2 separate regions of the Siniperca chuatsi genome follow, and region 2 is linked to region 1. The links are chromatin contacts, called in public Hi-C maps. All regions are on one chromosome and are shown on one strand. The core of a region is the stretch at or near the end of the contact, and the rest is flanking DNA. Distances in the headings are between cores, read along the strand shown.

The links. Hi-C and Micro-C count contacts between places; a contact is called where the count stands out from the background.
Region 2: a Hi-C map of liver shows a contact between it and region 1, with 1.9 times the contacts expected there. The contact joins two enhancer-like sites. A contact is called at or near these places in 2 of 3 Hi-C or Micro-C datasets (liver and skeletal muscle).

The regions. Positions count from the first base shown.
Region 1 is chrLG10:23,110,311-23,115,612 of ASM2008510v1, reverse strand. LOC122883167 (ankyrin repeat and SAM domain-containing protein 1A-like) reads left to right here. Exons shown (of 29, transcript XM_044211485.1): 28 at 920-1,014; 29 at 2,362-3,887. The coding sequence ends at 2,534. It overlaps LOC122883171 (a long non-coding RNA gene), which reads right to left. Exons shown (of 2, transcript XR_006379573.1): 2 at 3,073-5,302. Among protein-coding and RNA genes, the nearest start is that of LOC122883170, 4.3 kb to the right of the region's middle. Within about 2 kb of position 2,367, the one cell type or tissue checked has an H3K27ac peak away from gene starts, as active enhancers do. A contact at or near this core is called in liver, where this site is marked.
Region 2 is chrLG10:23,144,293-23,149,594 of ASM2008510v1, reverse strand. LOC122883167 (ankyrin repeat and SAM domain-containing protein 1A-like) reads left to right here. Exons shown (of 29, transcript XM_044211485.1): 14 at 3,868-4,361. Among protein-coding and RNA genes, the nearest start is that of LOC122883167, 31 kb to the left of the region's middle. Within about 2 kb of position 2,589, the one cell type or tissue checked has an H3K27ac peak away from gene starts, as active enhancers do. A contact at or near this core is called in liver, where this site is marked.

The DNA of each region.
Region 1 (5,302 bases), core at 1,118-3,617:
TCACAGAGAAGCCCATTCAGTGCCTGTAGCGCTGCAATGACCTACAAGTACTGTGACTTTACTGAAGTTTTGTGTCAGTAGTAAGTAAAGGCACATGTATAAAAATCCACCTACTACTGAAAACTGAAAGCTCCAGAGCAAGCTATTAAACTTGCAAGCTTGGAACTTGTGATGAGATTGTCAATTGAGTTCACTTTTTATGAAGGGGAACATTTTTGGATGTGACTTTTATGACTTTTAAGAATAAGATGACACAGTTCAAATGACATTTTACATGGAGAAAAAAAGTTAATTAACAAAGTAAAACTTGATTACTCTCCTGCAACTGTCTCCACATATAATAAGTTAATGGGAAGCCAATATGATTTGGTGACACTTTACTTTATGTCCCCCTGTTAAGCAATTATAAGCAGTACATAAACGTGATTTTAAAAACACACCAAAGTAAAATACACAAGAAAAGGTTTTATAATATAAAGATATAGATATAAAGATAAGATATAGATTATAATAGTTAATATTATTTATATTGCTTTGCCGTGGTAGTGAAATTACTCCGTTCATTATTATTCGCAAACACAGACTTGGACTTACAAAGCTTTATGGGTCAATTTTGGGTAAATGTCAACACAAGACATTGCCGCCTGTTGGTGAGAAGATCTTCTCTTGATTAATGGCAATAGGGATGTATGCATTATCACAAAATGTGTATATAAGACTTCCAAATAAGACATTAAGTAGCATAAGGCCAACAGAAGGGTTCATCTGCATGTAAACAGTCACTGGACATGATTTTGAGGCTCCTTTCCCTCTGTGATTCAGCCCCAACCGTTACTGGCTGATTTTAAACGAGTTAATTGCTTAAGGTCCACTGCTGTTGAGAGGCCGAGAGTTTTATGCCCTCTGTTTGTGTTTACAGGGGGACATTGTGGAACAGGAGGGGGATTCTCAGTCCCAGGGCAGCGCCACGTGGCTCGTGGACCCCAAGGAATCCAAGCGCACTATCAGCACTAAGTACGAGACCACCATATTCTGAGTGGACCCCTCTTCCTTCTGACTTCTGGGCCTGGTCTCTTCCACCCCAATCCCCCCAACCCCCCAACCCCCCAACCCTACCCCCCTTTTCTTCCCCTCCTTCTGTGTGCCTTTCACTGTGATTCTGCCTCGCTCTCTCTGGGCTGGACCCCTGCCCTCCCCTGTCTCCCCTCAGCCATCACTTGTGTCCTCATTTAAAAACTACACAACCTGCGACAGTTAACCGAGTGCTTTGCTCCTCCCTTATGCTAAACCACGACCACTCCTACACTTTTTATTGATTATTAGTGCAATCCTTCCACTTTATCAACCCTCTTCTAGCTGGTATCACTCACACTCCCAGCCTGCCACTCACCTTCACTGTTTTTGCCTTCTCTGTTTAACTTATATGCTTCCTGAACTCTGTGTACAGTGCTTCCTTTTTTTCCCCGTCAACGTCCCACTATTGACTCTTGGTGATAAGCTCTTTTTTTCTTGGTGCTTTTCCTGCTCCATTAGGCAATGGCCACTCTGAGGCTTTTCACTCTGATCTTTCAACTCCTGACTTCTCCCGAGTGCTGAGAAAATCTGATTTACCGCAGCCAAGAGTGACCCACTGCACACATCCTGAAACCTGGATGGACATGTTTCCTGAGGAAACTGAGAAACTGGTTCTGTAATTCTATGCGTCAGTTGGACTGTTTCTGTTCAATGGGATTCAGAGGCCATGGTGTTAGAGGTTACGCAGGGGGATATTTTTCACTGTCAGTGGTCTGCTCAAAGCCAAAGAAGGCTAAGATCCTAGCACTGTGATAAGGTCCTTTTTGGAGCTAAAGAAGTAAGCATTTTGGGGGATTTTCTATGGGGGGAAAGGGGGATCAGAATAGGGCATACAGGCTAATATGGACCTGCATGTTAGTGGTCCTTGCTGCTCCAGAAAATAGACAGTCCAAACCTTCTGAAGACTGGCATGCTCTGTCTATCAATCAGAGCACCAGGATTTAAACCTGATGCTGCTTCTGGAGTGAACTAACTATAACTAAGCACTTTTACCAAATCCCCAAATGTGTAAGAATAAGTGCATCTTCCTCTGTCCTGTCTTTTTTCTTCTTTTCACAACAAAGGCCTTCTACTTTCATCCTGTCAGCATTGCCTTTTGTTTTGCCAATCACACCAGGTTAATATTTCACGGCTGCTGGTGAAACAAGTTAATCATTGTAAGAGGGAGTGGGGGGGGTAATCCGTCACCATCAAGCTGTTTGTGTCCATTAGTTCAATGTTATTTTTTTAAAACTTTATTTTAACCTCACTGCTTTGTGTGCGTGTGTCTGTGTCCCTTCCCTATAGCTGAACACTGTGGCCACTCCCAGCCAGTAAGAAAGGACAGGAATGAGTCCTGTTGCATGGTGGGTAGGATGTTTTGTTGGAAAAGTGATCCACTTCTTATGCAGCAGATCACACCACCAGTTTGGATCGTGCTCACCACAGTAACACACGGGGCCGGAGACAAACAGATGTAAAGCTTTCAACACTGCACAGTCCATCGTTCATCTGACCTCACCGACTTCAGCACTCCACATGCACACACACACCTCCATTTAGCTTCCTGTCTGTTGGAAAGTGATGGTTGTGCCAGTCAGATGTATTTGTTATGCTTTATGGATTTCCTGAGAAATGAATTGTTGCCTCCTAACACCTATCAGGCCTCCCTCATAGAGAGTTATTGTTTACTCTTTCAGGAAATGTACCTGCATTGCTTCCATGCAGAAATTGTGGTTAAAGGCGAAGTGGCTGAGATGAGGAACTTTATTTTATTTTTTTTTTGTTATGATACAAAGGTACATCAGACAGAGACCTCACACTATAGGTACACACTCCTTCCTGGATTATTCGTCCTGTATCCACACATTGTAGCTTCTCATCCACAATGTATAGCTGTGATAAACAATGTAATCTTGCATGGGAGGAACTCTAACCAAACTCAAAGGGCAGAGGAACTGACACTACAAAGGCTGTTCTATAATAATAATATAACGGGAGTGGCTTTTATTTGATTTGAAAGTGTTCTCTTTTTTTTTTTCTTCTTCTATGTTTTAATTGTAGGGCAAATATGTGTCCTAATGCTGGAACTGGATCAGGTGTGGTTCACTGCAGTTCTCTCTCTCCTTCCCTGCTCCTTTGTTCAGTTAATATAGGCAAGATTATACACCAAACCTGCCATGCAGGCTGGTACGTCTTTAGATTTTAGCTGCAGAACAGAACAATAGGACATAGCATGATTCTCCTAGCTAACTCCCAGTATGTTGACTGTTAATGGTACTTCTTGGTCAGCCGATGTGTATATGGGTACATAGTCAGGTCGTTTTGATTTAACCGTTGTATATGTGGTACGTTGTCAGGCCAGTACGATAACTCTATGGTACACTGTCTTCAGCTCGCTGGCGTCGGCACCTTCAGCCATCAGCCTGGTCCCGTTCTGCTTTTGCACATTGCTATGGATCAGGAGAGATATTTTGGGACTAATCTGATGACAACAATGATGAGAATGATATTGTACATGAATCTAGCGGTCTGTATTTTGATACTTGAATGATTTTTGCTTTTATAGATATCTATATATATGTATATGTATGTATGTACGTATGTTAATTTTTGACGTTTGTCAAAAGAGAGAAAAGGACTATGTCTTATAAAGTTAAACATATCGTGAATAAATACCCTGTGATTTTAAAAAAAATAAAAGGCTGAGAAAACAATGACTCAGAAGAGGGACCTCACTTCAGAAAAAAAGATTGTAAATAATCTTGGGCTTCCAGTCTTTTTTTATGATTATTTTTCATAATTGTACAACTAATAAATGGCGCAATTAGAAATGCTGTCCCTGTTGACTCTTTATTTGTCCATTCACTGATCTTTAATGTTACCAAGGAACTTTTTGCATTCTTTTCCCCCAACTTTCCCAACAGAGTTTTTTGTCAGATTTTGACAACCTGCAGTTCTGCCGCAGGTATCACAGCCCAAGGTAACACTGTGTATTTATGCCTTAAGAGTGTATCGATCAGAGGACAAACAAGGTCAGTGGATGTGCCACGATGAAATGTTTGGTCTCCACCCTACACATCCATTTCATAAACCTTTCTTTGCTGAAGGATGGATAGCAGCAGCTCAGAGCCAGTGCTGGTGTAATATAGTACATGAGATAAAAGCACAGAGGTCCAGATACACATGCTTCTGTCAGTCTAAACAACAAACTGCTGCAGTAGGAACAGACTGCAGTGACATTAGGAGTCCAAAAAGCATTTTATTAGGACAAACTTTTTAAAGTTCCTTGTCCACTTGACTCCATTTACCCTAATGTTGATCTGTGAAGACCTTTAATTCTGTTGTGACTTTACAAACTTCACAAGTCTGAAACTTTAGGTTAGAAAAACGCTAAGAACCACTGTGTTCTGTTGATTTTGTGTCCTTGCTTACTTTTATAAGCTGAGATTAATTCAAATATTGTACATTTTTCAAATTGTCCCTGTTCCAGGTTGTGCAGCTCCACGAGTCAACAGAAGAAAATTACTACAGCTATAATTCAAATGCCAACTGCTGTGAAATATGTCAACAATAACACCTAGTTTAACAGTTGCCTCAAAATAATTCTGGAGTTTGCGAATGTATAAATAGGTGGTAAAATCCTATTTATTTTTTATAAATAGATCCAACCAGCAGTTGGTCTTTTCATATTTTCTTAGTGTTGTCTTATTCTAGAGAACCAAACTTCTTTTTTTTTTTTTTAAATAATGCTGGATTCAGAAAAAAAATTGATCTAACTTGCAGCAAATAGTTGACAAAATAGTTAAGTAAATAATAATGTGTTACCTGATTTTTATTCATCTGATTTCTGATAGCTATGCAGTAATGGGGCTGAAAACCATAAAAAGGTTTATACTGTCTGTGACACTTTTTGTTTTGGAAATCAGGAAGTTGTTGTTATACTGTAAAGACTTTTCCAAGAACCTAAAATAGCTTATTGCTTTAAGCTACAAATTACACTGGTAAAGGTAAAGTAAGCATAGGCAACTTCTAAACATTTTAAAACATTCTCACTACTGTAAATATTTTGCTTGCTGGATCGCATTATGCACATTATAGCCAAACATGTCATGTGACATTACCCTTAAATCACCTACACTAAAGCTGTCTCATATCTGTGATACGACTGCTGGTATGCAAAACATGTACTTTATGATATGTGATGTCATTGGCCAACATGAAAACATCAATAGAACAACAGATCAGA
Region 2 (5,302 bases), core at 1,340-3,839, 34 kb before region 1:
AGATGGACTGGACATATCAGACTTGAAAAAGACAAGCCAAGCATGTCAATGAAATGGGAGAGATGCATTTGAGTTTGCAGGGTGAGATGGGCTGGCTTGGATTAGCGCTGCCAGGAAATGCATGACAGGCATTCTCGAGCAGCAGAGAGGATTTGGCTCGTCGGAAGCAGGCTGATTGACATTCCCTGGCAAGTGTGCAAGACTCGTTTCATTTCCAATATGAAACAGAATTCTTGATCAGATTGTGGCATTACTATCTCAGATTCGCGTCCCGCTTAAAGCTGGATATGCCACGTCATCCAGTCAAGAATGGAGCGGAGGTAAGGAGCATGGCCTCTGGGTTTTTTGCTGACATGCATACAGATATCTTTATTGAATAATTGTTTTTGTAGCATGTTTGCAAATGGAACTGTAGAAAGAAGCATGGTAGGCAAGCTGATTTGATGGTGCTGTTTACGGGAGGAAGCAGCGTTTTTTTTTTTTTATAGCTTTGAGGTGCTTGTTTAATTAATTTCTTATTGTGGTTGTGGGAAAGAGTTTTACGTTTTTTTCTCAACAGAATTTGTAGATGGACTGCAGCAACATCAGTACAGTATAATAGGTCTACCATAACCTTCTTGATTTTATTGCTTCTTGAAAATATCTGATGATGAGGATAGTTAAAAACAATAGGACACGTTTTCAGCACTGATTTTTGTGCATTTAGTCTCGGTACAGTGTCATTGCACCTTTATGTTGATATAGCCCTTTTTGATTGATTTAAAATTTTAGCTAGTGGTCTATGGACAAGTTGTTTTACAAGCAGAAGCAGCACTTGTATTTGTGGAACATGTTTTGCCACAGGACTCAAGAATATGTGAGTCAGTTTGACAGTTATTGTTAAAAGGCTTTTGTTGTGTTGAGTGAGAGAAATGTGAAACACTTCTTGAACCATAGAGGGCCATTCATTTCCTTTTTCCTCGCATATTGTCCTTAGTGACTCTCAAGTTATACACTCCTTTCCCCTTTTTAAAGCCACAAAAACCACAAGTCTGGTTTGTATGCGAGTACCACGTTGTAATTTTTCTTTTATTTTCTGTTTACACATCAGCAAGTTATGGTTCACACTTTTGTTGTTTACATAAACCCGGACAGCTGACTGAGCCTAAATGTTTAGTTCTGCTCATGTGAATATGGTTTTTATTGTGATTGAGGCGACCTGAGATCTGATTTGTTCCCCCTGTGTGGACAGTCAGGGTCCAGACCTCAGCACTCTGTGGCAGGTGGTGAGATATATGCACGGTCAGCGATACCACTGTTTTTATCATCTGTCACAAACACATTGCTGTTCTCAGCAGGAATATAGTGTTTCCCAACAGATATCCACCTCTGTGTCGTGTTTTATAGGGTTTCCAAGGGATATTTCTCATGAGTAGTAACATCCTATGACTCTTCACAGATAATAATAAACGTGGGGTTTCCAAAGTAGTTATGAAAAGCGGTAGTGAAGAAGGAAATCTAAAGAATTTGTTCTAAACATTTAAGTCTATCCTTATTTAACACTTTCTGCTCATTTAGTTTCACAGTCATCCGTTCCTTTCTTCATACTGGATGTGCAGCTATTACAGTTTCACTTCCCTCTCATGTCTAAAAGCACTCCATGGTTCATCCAAAGCTTTGAATGGTTGCTTCAGAATTGTACAGTTGTTTGTATTGCTGCTATGAACTGCAACGCCACCAATGGATGCAGAGAGGCTGAAGTTGGAAAGCACCTGTTTGGCAACAAAAGCAGCTACAACAACCTTCATATTACTCCAAATTGTCAGAACCATTGCTTTTACCAGATGTATCAGTTTAAGTATAGTAATAGTTTGCTTGTTTGTGAGTTGTTGTAATTATTAGTTTTACTCATGTACTTGGTGCCGTTTACATAATTTTACATGATGTTATGTCCTATCGTGTGTATACTGTTGAATATGATAACAGGGACTATTGTTTTTTATTGACCTGCACTGTCAGTAGAAGTATTTGTTTACTCGCTTTACTGTAAATGTCCAAATATCGATAAGATGGCCCTAGTTTATTGACTTTCTGCAGTGCATCACCCAGAGTTAAAAATGTCTTTTGAATCTACAATAAAAACAGAGCAGAGTTTCCATAGGCAGAGCATGAATTGACTTTGGACTTGACAGCCAGCACCGACACTGCTGCAATGTCTGCAAAACAAACATGACATCATTAGTAAGATATGAAGCTGTCGTTGCCAAATGAAATACACATCCCACCTCTGTGGTGACCTCAGCTGAAATAACATCAGATTGGGTCTGCACACACTTTCTACCGTAGAACTGTATGAGCAGGGGGTGCAGTGGTCTCTGCAAGGGTTAACACCATGTGAGATTGTTGGAATCATACTGATGTGCTCATTGGGCGTTCACACTCCCTAGCTGCCAAGGAGAGGGTGGGTGTTTGGCTGTGGTCCTGACATATGTGCGCAGTACACTCACTCACCCCTCATTACACACACAAACACCCACACACACTCTTCCTAGGTTTTCACACGTATTTAGTAACTTGTGAAATTGAAGTTCAGGGCGTTGTTTGGCACATTCCGACTCTGCAAATGGCCCCTGAAACGGTAATGGGACAGTTTTGTGAAGTCAGAGTGAGTATACTTCCTCCCCTCATGTTCTGTTGATCTGAGTCCTTCACAGCCAGCTCTTTTTGATGTTTTCAGCCTTTGAACAGCAGGTTGAGAGATAGCAGAGCTGAGCCAGCCACGAATGGTTAGCAGTCGGCTGAAACTCTTCTGTGAAGGGCAAACAAAGTGTTGCAACAGGTCGCTACTTTTCCTGTGGTGTCACTGCCCCAGATTCCCTGTCACCAAACACCCTGACCCTGTCACCCTGGCAGAGACAGTCCACACACACACACACACACACACACACCCTATACACACTCCTTCACCATGTGTCACACGGCTAATTATCAGGAGTCTGGCTGCTGGAGGATAGGGCGATTCAAATTTCCATTCCTGAGCCACCATTAGGGTCTCGAATTAGAAGCCAGAAAACACAGAGGGCTGCTGGTCACACAGCAGACAACACGCATCACTACAGTGCAAAGGGAGATGATTACAGAACCACACCGACTAGTGTTTTTTCTGAAGCCATTGCGTAGATGATAACGGGCACTGTCATCCCGTGGCTGATTTGATTGAAAAGAGGCTTAGGTGGCAGTAATTCCTCAGGGAGAGGGAGGAGGAAAATCCAATTGTTTTTAATTGCTCTTGCCATTCAGTCTCATTGAGGAGTTGTTTTCTTTGGAGAAGGCACCTGATGTAAGTTTCACTCCTCTTGGTGATATTTCAGAGTCTTCTTGTTCATTTTCTGTGGTATATTCAGGTGTGTTTGTTGTGTCCTGTGGTTGGCTGTAGTTAAGTTAAGTGAGTGTTTGCATGAAAGTTTAATCAGTAGCCTGGGGGAACTCTTAGTGTTGTGTCATTTTGGGGAAAATGGACCTAACAGACAAGTGGGCCTGTGAGATGAGGCTGGTCACAACGATGACTAGCTTCAAATCCCTGTTATAAAATACAGGCAGTCAGGCACCAGCGGATAGTCGTCAGACGGCTGCAAGCTGGGTTTGGAATTCTGTTATTTCTCCAGCCAACATACGCCTTCTTCTTGCTCCTTCTGTCCTCTCCTCCCTCTTTTTCTCTCCCTCACTCTCCATAGGAAACAATTACAGATCTGTTTCTGGGTTTGTGTGGGTGGTTTCTTATTTGCCCTGCTCTAAGGATCTGCCCCTCAGTTAGACGTCGGCTTTCCAGCCCTCAGAAATTACTCTCTTTCTTCACTGACTTTGCCCATTCCTTTTCTCTTTCTCTAGATAACTCCCAGCTCAGCCTGGATCAGGCAGCAGGTGTCCCGGAGCAGTTCACTGGCCTTCTGCACGGATCCTCCCCCGTCTTCGACTGCCGTGAGGAGCCCTTCAAGCTTCCAGGTGTTCAGCCGTCCAGCCAGAGCCAGCCAGAACCAAGAAAATCCGCAAAAGTAAAAGCGGAAGTAGCAGCAGCTGCACTGCCACCTAGCCGTCCCAGTATGGCTGCCATCCTGACAGACTGTGATCCAAAAGCAATTTATGCAACTGTGAACAAGGAGCCCAGGGACTCAGGGGCTGGGGCAATGTCTGCCATTAGGATGCGCCCTCCTGGGGATCTGAAGCTGGCACGCAGCCTCTCCAAGTCTGACTCTGACTTGCTCGTGTCGCCTCCTAGTGAGGAGGAAGGAGGTTTAGGAAACAGGAGCGAGTCTGTTTCTAACTGTAGCACTGGCAAGAAGAGGCTTGAGAAATCTCCCTCTTTCACCTCAGAATGGGACGAGGTAAGTCTTTGGTCTCACCCTCTTTTTGGAAATAAAGTGCTGTTTGGTGCTGTGAAAGGTTTTTAAAGGTTCAAATGCAACAGTTTCTTCAATCATTTAACTACACGATGTTTCATCAGAATATAGAAAAACTATTGGATCAAACTTTTCTAAAAAAAACTAAAACACTTGGCACCAGGTAGGAGCCTAACATACAAAATAAATGAGCCTGAGATACAATTCCAAAACATATGTAAAATTATAATGAAACAGAATTTTTTGTTTTCTAAAAACTTGTCATGAAAAGCCATAGGAAGCAAACCATTAATATTATCTGGAACGCATGCATTATGGAGCCCTGCTACAATAATACACAAATTCATGGACACAGATTGTTCCCACATGCAGTACAAATGTTAAATCACAGTCTACAACAGTAGATTTAAAGCATGAATCCAAAGTTGTATGAGAATATTGTCCAGGATTCTTCTTGTGCGCAATATGTCCTTTATTTTTTTACAGAGCCTCACTTGTTAGGCCTAAGTCAGCTTGTGCTTGTGCTGCAGCCACAAGATATTTGTCCACAACTACAGAATTGATTAAATGAAAACCCCAGTATCAACTGTAAACAACTCTGTTCTCGTTCTGTCAACTCAAAGCCACCTGTTGTCTTGAGGGAGATGCTGTGCAATTTGAGCTCTACCTTGTTTTGAACACAAACCTTCAGCAAACACATTGACTGTGATGTGTGTTTGTACATGTAAATAGTTAAAGTATTTAGATTAGTAGAGTTCATTTATTAAGAAAACGTATTGCATTATTCCGTATTGAAAATTTTACTTGGTTTTAAATTGGTATATTTTTATTTTCTCAATCCTGCCTTGTATTTGTTATTACAGTGGATATTCATTACTAAATATATCCCTCCATTCAGCACTTTAATGCTTTGTCTGGGACGGTGA